Linked DNA regions of Rattus norvegicus: region 1 is linked to region 2. The links are chromatin contacts, called in public Hi-C maps. All regions are on one chromosome and are shown on one strand. Each heading gives the region's core, a stretch centred on a gene start, on an enhancer-like site or on the middle of the called end of the contact. The rest is flanking DNA. Distances are from core to core; before and after follow the strand shown. Region 1 overlaps Clstn1 (calsyntenin 1). Region 2 holds the start of Lzic (leucine zipper and CTNNBIP1 domain containing).

Region 1 (2,700 bases), core at 47-2,546, 120 kb before region 2:
GCCCTCCAAGGTAAAGCTTAGCTCCCTGATGAGGAGGGCTCCCCTGGAGACGGGCGAGCGGGCTGGGGCTCACACTGAAGACACCACAGAGAGAGCAGTACTTAGTAAAGCCACAGCAGACCCTTCCTAGGCACTTGCCAACGGGGCGAGCACACGTTTCTGAGATGTTTACACACGTAAATGCCATAGAAGTTAATAAATACAATGTACCAATTATACGAAATATTCGGGGGTCGTGCTGGGGATCAAACCCGGGGCCTTACATATGCACGGCACACGCTCCAACAATGAGCTACACTTCACTGGAACTATCGATTTACTTTAAAGGACATTTTATTTTATTTTGCATGCATGAATTTACATGCACCGTATGCATGCATGCAGGAGTCAGTGGAGACCATAGGGAACCAGATATCCTGACACTGGAGTTACAGCCACCATGTAGGTGAGACACCATGTAGGTGCTGGAAACTGAACCCAGGTCTAGAGCAAGGTCAGTTAGTATTCTTTTTTTTTTTTTCTTTTCTTTTCTTTTCTTTTCTTTTTTTCGGAGCTGGGGACCGAACCCAGGGCCTTGTGCTTGCTAGGCAAGCGCTCTACCACTGAGCTAAATCCCTAACCCCAGTATTCTTAACCTCTAAGTCATTTCTACTATTCAACCTAATCTGCTAGTCCTGAGCTACAAAAACCACTGACAGAGGTATCAGCCGTGGTCACTTCCACTTTGGTAAAATGTGTAAGTAACATGATTTCTGAAGTTCCTTTTACTTCTGGAATTCCAGCATCGCAATTCAGTAGCTGAGGGTTTTGTTTGTTTGTTTGTTTTTTAATTGTTGTTGTTTTTAAGACAAATTGGTAGATTTTTTTTTCCTTTTAAAGCTTAAGGGTTTTAAGTGCCCAACATCCTAATGCAATACAATTCCAGACTCCAGAGCCTGTTTAAGTGGGCAGGCAAGCTGGCAGCTTTACAAGTAAAGGAACGCTCTCTCTCTCTCTCTCTCTTTCTCTCTCTCTCTCTCTCTCTCTCTCTCTCTCTCACACACACACACACACACACACACACACACACACACAGAGGACAGAGAGGACTGGGACGGAGTACGCTCAGGGACCCAGACGTATAGAATGTTATCTAAGCTTAAGTCACTGGTCTTATCAAGGGTAACACCAAAACCCACGCCCTGGGGTTAGCAGTTCACAGCCTTTCCCACAGGCACGGGGCAGGTCCCGAGGGTGGAACTGTCCCCCAAGTAAAGCCTGATGCTGAGAAATCCCAACAGATTCCTCAGGAAAATAAAGCAGGCAGCAAACACAGGCTCCATTCATCACAGCTTTAGAAAAAGCAGGCGCCCTGCAGGCTTGCAAGGGGCCATCTTGGGAGGGTAAACGAAGGTGATAATTTGTTGCTACTGCTAACAACTGAAGTCCAAGAACAGAGGCCAGACATGGAAGTGTTTCCAGAGCATGAGTGAGGTTCTGAGGTTCGGACCCCAGAACCACCACCCACCGAGAGAACCCAGAAGTGCGCTGGAGAGGTGGCTCCGTGAAGAAGAGCACTGGTTGCTCGTGCGGGGAACCAGGTTTGGTTTCCAGGACACACGGGGTGCTGACAACCTGTTCTAGAGGAGCCTCCAACACTCTTCGGGCCCCCACGGGCACTACATGTGTTGCTGCACACGAGCACACATGCGCACACACGGAAAACACCCACGCGTAGAAAATAAAAATTAACAGGGGGTTGGGGATTTAGCTCAGTGGTAGAGTGTTTGCCTAGCAAGCGCAAGGCCCTGGGTTCGGTCCCCAGCTCCGAAAAAAAGAAAAGGAAAAAAAAATTAGCAGAACTTTAAAAGACAAGAAATGTGGAAGCAGAAGCAGTACACTTCTGCAATCTAGTACTTGAGAGATGAAGGTAGGAAGATCGTGAGTTCAAGGTCATCCTCTGTGGAGCAAGTGGACAGCGCCACCAGACAGAAGAACTGGTAAGGCTGAGCAAAGCCTAAACCCCAGGAAATCTCAGAATTGAGGACAGTAGGCGTGAGGCCAGCTCCCTGGCAAACTACCTGCTCCGGAACACATAACCAAGACGCCCCACTGAGAAGACCTTCGGTCCTGTAGCATAAAAACATGCAGTTCTCCATGTTAACGGCCAGCGAGCTTCCCTTCCAAGGCATTCCTTCCTGCAAAGGGTATTTAATCCCTGGTTCACCATGAGTCAGACGTAGGCATCCTCATCCAACACGAATAAAGCGGTTTGAACAAGCAAGAAGCGGCTCCTTTATCAAGGACCATGGCTGGGTGAGGCCATGCTTAATTCTCATGGAGGCTTTCTCTCTTCCAGACCCTCCATACTTTGGGCACCAAACCATATTCCATCCCTTCTCAGGCTCAGCCATCCCCTTCCTGCCTGACGTGCAGGGAAGGTGTGGACCCACAGACCCCGCTCCCAACCCCCGAGGTAACCAGCAGCATCTGGGTTCACAGGAGGCTCAGATCTCAGCATCTGTCCCAGACCCCGCTGTTTCTCGCTTGGGACCCCTATCACACACACTGTGTTCTGCCTCCCCTGAGCGGCTTGCCATAGGCACTCGGGCACCCCAGTGGTGAAGCAGACACACAGCCCACACCAGTCCCAACCAAACCAAACCAAACTAAGCAAAGTAATGTAGCTCGAAAGCACACAGAAATCCCAACACCAAGCAG
Region 2 (2,700 bases), core at 47-2,546:
ACCATCTGTAATGCAATCCAAAACCTCTTCTGGTGTGTCTGAAGACAGCTTACAGTGACTCATATACATAAAATAAATAAAAAATTTTTAAAAAAGTAACTTTCAAAAAAATATAAAATGAAAATAATATATTACATCTAGGATTTCTAGCATTACAGGTATGTGCCAACATGCCCAGACTTTTTTTTTTTTTCCCCAGAACAGGGGATTGAATCCAGAACCTCATTCCTAAGCAAGCACTCTACCATTAAGATAAATCCCCTGCACAGGGAGTTATTACTGTTTAACAGAAAATCTACCTATCTCTTCTTGGGGGGAAAGGGAAGGACCAGAGTACTACATAAGCACTATTACCAGGACACACTCCCAAGCCGCAAAGTCTCAAAAAGCAAAGTTATTCTGAATAAATTAAGGAAATATGGAGACTTGTTAACAAAACCAAGACAAACCCTTTAACCACACACTACAGATTTAGGCCAGAAAGATTTAACTCACTGGCACCACCTAGTACTGAACAGAAGTGATGCATTTCCTTTGAGACTGCTGAAAAGGGCCAGTTGTCATCTGGAGTGGTAAATATTTATTCACGCTCACCGGGCTTCTAGTATTCTGTACTGTGTACGGAGCTGATGGGTCTCAAATTGTACAAATCGCCAACTGTTGGAGCTCTGGGTGTCATCAATTTGAGGAAAGCGAAGCTGTTATAGAGTTTACAGGAGGCTCAAACTTCAAACCTCCTAGGGGTGGAGTTGGCTAGAACAAGGTAAACTGTTACCGTTTTATTTGCTATGTCTGAACTTGGCCTACTGAGTCCAGAAAACTTCCCTTTAAGCAGACTGTAATTAAAATACATTCTCCATTCCTAGGAAGGTGCAGGAGAGGCCACAGAATCCCTGGACTGTGCCTCCTGTAGCTTTTGCTGAGGTTTCCTCTGGGTGAGGCCAAAGCACACTGCACTCAGGGCACGGCTTGAGGAAAACTGTCACAGAAGCACGAACAGGCAAGGGCAGAAAGCACACCTTCTCGGGGACGGAAGGGAGCAGCGCTCGGCCCAGGACCACCGGAACAAAAATAAACTGCCACGCTCGGGCGCCAGTCTCCTCCTCGCGGACGAACTCCAAGCTCCGGTCTGCAGGTCCCGCCAAGGCCGGGCTCCAGCAGGCCCAGTGGTCACCTGAGGTGGCGGGGAGTCCTACGCCTGCGAAACGCTTCTCGGTCCTCCCTGATGAGAAACAGGACAACCTCCTTCTGCTATGGCGTCCCCGCCGGCCGCCGGCTAACAGATCCCAGAATTTGGAACCAGGAGCCCCGCCTACCTGACGCCCTGGCCGGGCGGACCACATGGAGCGAGCACTTCCGCTGGACTCGCGCACTTCCGGCTTCGTGGGACCAATGAGAGCGCCGCTTCGGTGTTCCCTGCGCTGGCGTCCGGGCCGAGGTTGTCTCCTGGAGGACTAGGGCCGTTTGGCCTTCACGGCCTGGTAAGCACCCAACCCAAGGACCTAGGAGACGCACCTTTGGGACCGTTAGCCCGACGCCCCGTATTTTGTCAAGCAAGGGAGAATGCACAATGGCTGGACCTATAGAGACCTTCGTAACGGTCCCCGGGGCCAGGTCTTCATAGTCAACTCTTGCCCTTTAGTTCTTGGAACCAAAAAGTTGGTAAAATTTCCAGTGACTTTGATGCAGGTCAGTTCACCCTTTGGAGTGGCATGGGGTTTTCCTGTCTAGAGGCTTCTGGAGAGCAGGCGCCCATGAACTTAAAGGGAAGTGAGAGGCAATGTGGGAAAGCCGGCATTGAGACAGACTTTACCTCTTAATCATTTCCAAATTTGGGAAAGAGCATGCGCACACAGCCTTTGAGAACTAGGAAAGTAGCTGCTGAGTGGACTGTACTGAGTTGCCAGGGAACTGAGTGGAGATAGGGCTATGCCAGCTCTTTGGAACCCAGATCGTGAGTCCCAAATATCGGATATTGAATTACACTGTTGGATTCTGGGTTTGCTTTGTTGGGATCATTCCTATTCTCTGGTTTTTCCCATTTGGGATTAGAAAGTCTGAAACTTATTTTGTATTTTACAGGAGCTCATGACTAAAAGACTTGGACTTTGAGACTCAGAACTTTTAAAAGTTGAAATTTTTAAAGACTGAGAATTTGAAAGTTGGCTTATGCTTGATATTACAATGTTAACAGGAGACTTTGGAGACAAGGGATTGAAAGGTTATAGCTTATCGAGATGCCTTTGTGAGGTTAAAGATGGGGTGGGGGTGGGGATGGGGCTAAGAGTTCATAGATTACTTTTAACTGCTAACTGTCATAGCCTAGAGTCATCTGAAAGGAAAACCTTGATTGAAGAATTGTCCAGATCTGTGGCCATGTCTGTGTAAGGCTGTCCTGTAAATTGTTAGAGGAGGGCCCAGCCCACTGGGCGACACTATTCCTGGCAGGTGGTCCTGGGCTGTATTAGTTTGCTGGGTACTGGGCATTGGCACTATAGAGGCAGAGGCAGGATGATATCTGTGAGTTCAGGGCCAGACTGGTCTACAGAGTGAGTTCAAGCCAGGAGGCAGCATTCCTCAGTACTGTCTGCTTCATGTTTCTCCTAGAGCTGGTGCCCCAATTCCGTCAGTGATGGATTGACCTGGAAGTAAAGGGCAAAAGAACTTTTCCTCCCCAATTGCTTTTGGTCAGAGTGTTGT

The links. Hi-C and Micro-C count contacts between places; a contact is called where the count stands out from the background.
Region 1: a contact with region 2 is called in a Hi-C map of Schwann cells, with 2.9 times the contacts expected there. The contact joins the enhancer-like site here to the promoter of Lzic in region 2. A contact is called at or near these places in 2 of 12 Hi-C or Micro-C datasets (Schwann cells and mammary epithelial cells).

Annotation. Positions count from the first base shown.
Region 1 is chr5:165,329,122-165,331,821 of GRCr8, reverse strand. All of the region lies in intron 1 of Clstn1 (calsyntenin 1), which reads right to left. Among named protein-coding and RNA genes, the nearest start is that of Clstn1, 16 kb to the right of the region's middle. Within about 2 kb of position 1,296, at least 9 of the 93 cell types and tissues checked have an H3K27ac peak or open chromatin away from gene starts, as enhancers often do. A contact at or near this core is called in Schwann cells, where this site is marked.
Region 2 is chr5:165,209,955-165,212,654 of GRCr8, reverse strand. It overlaps Lzic (leucine zipper and CTNNBIP1 domain containing), which reads right to left and starts at 1,296. Exons shown (of 7, transcript NM_001013241.2): 1 at 1,020-1,296. Nmnat1 (nicotinamide nucleotide adenylyltransferase 1) reads left to right here and starts at 1,442. Exons shown (of 5, transcript NM_001037556.2): 1 at 1,442-1,481. It also overlaps the pseudogene LOC134479087.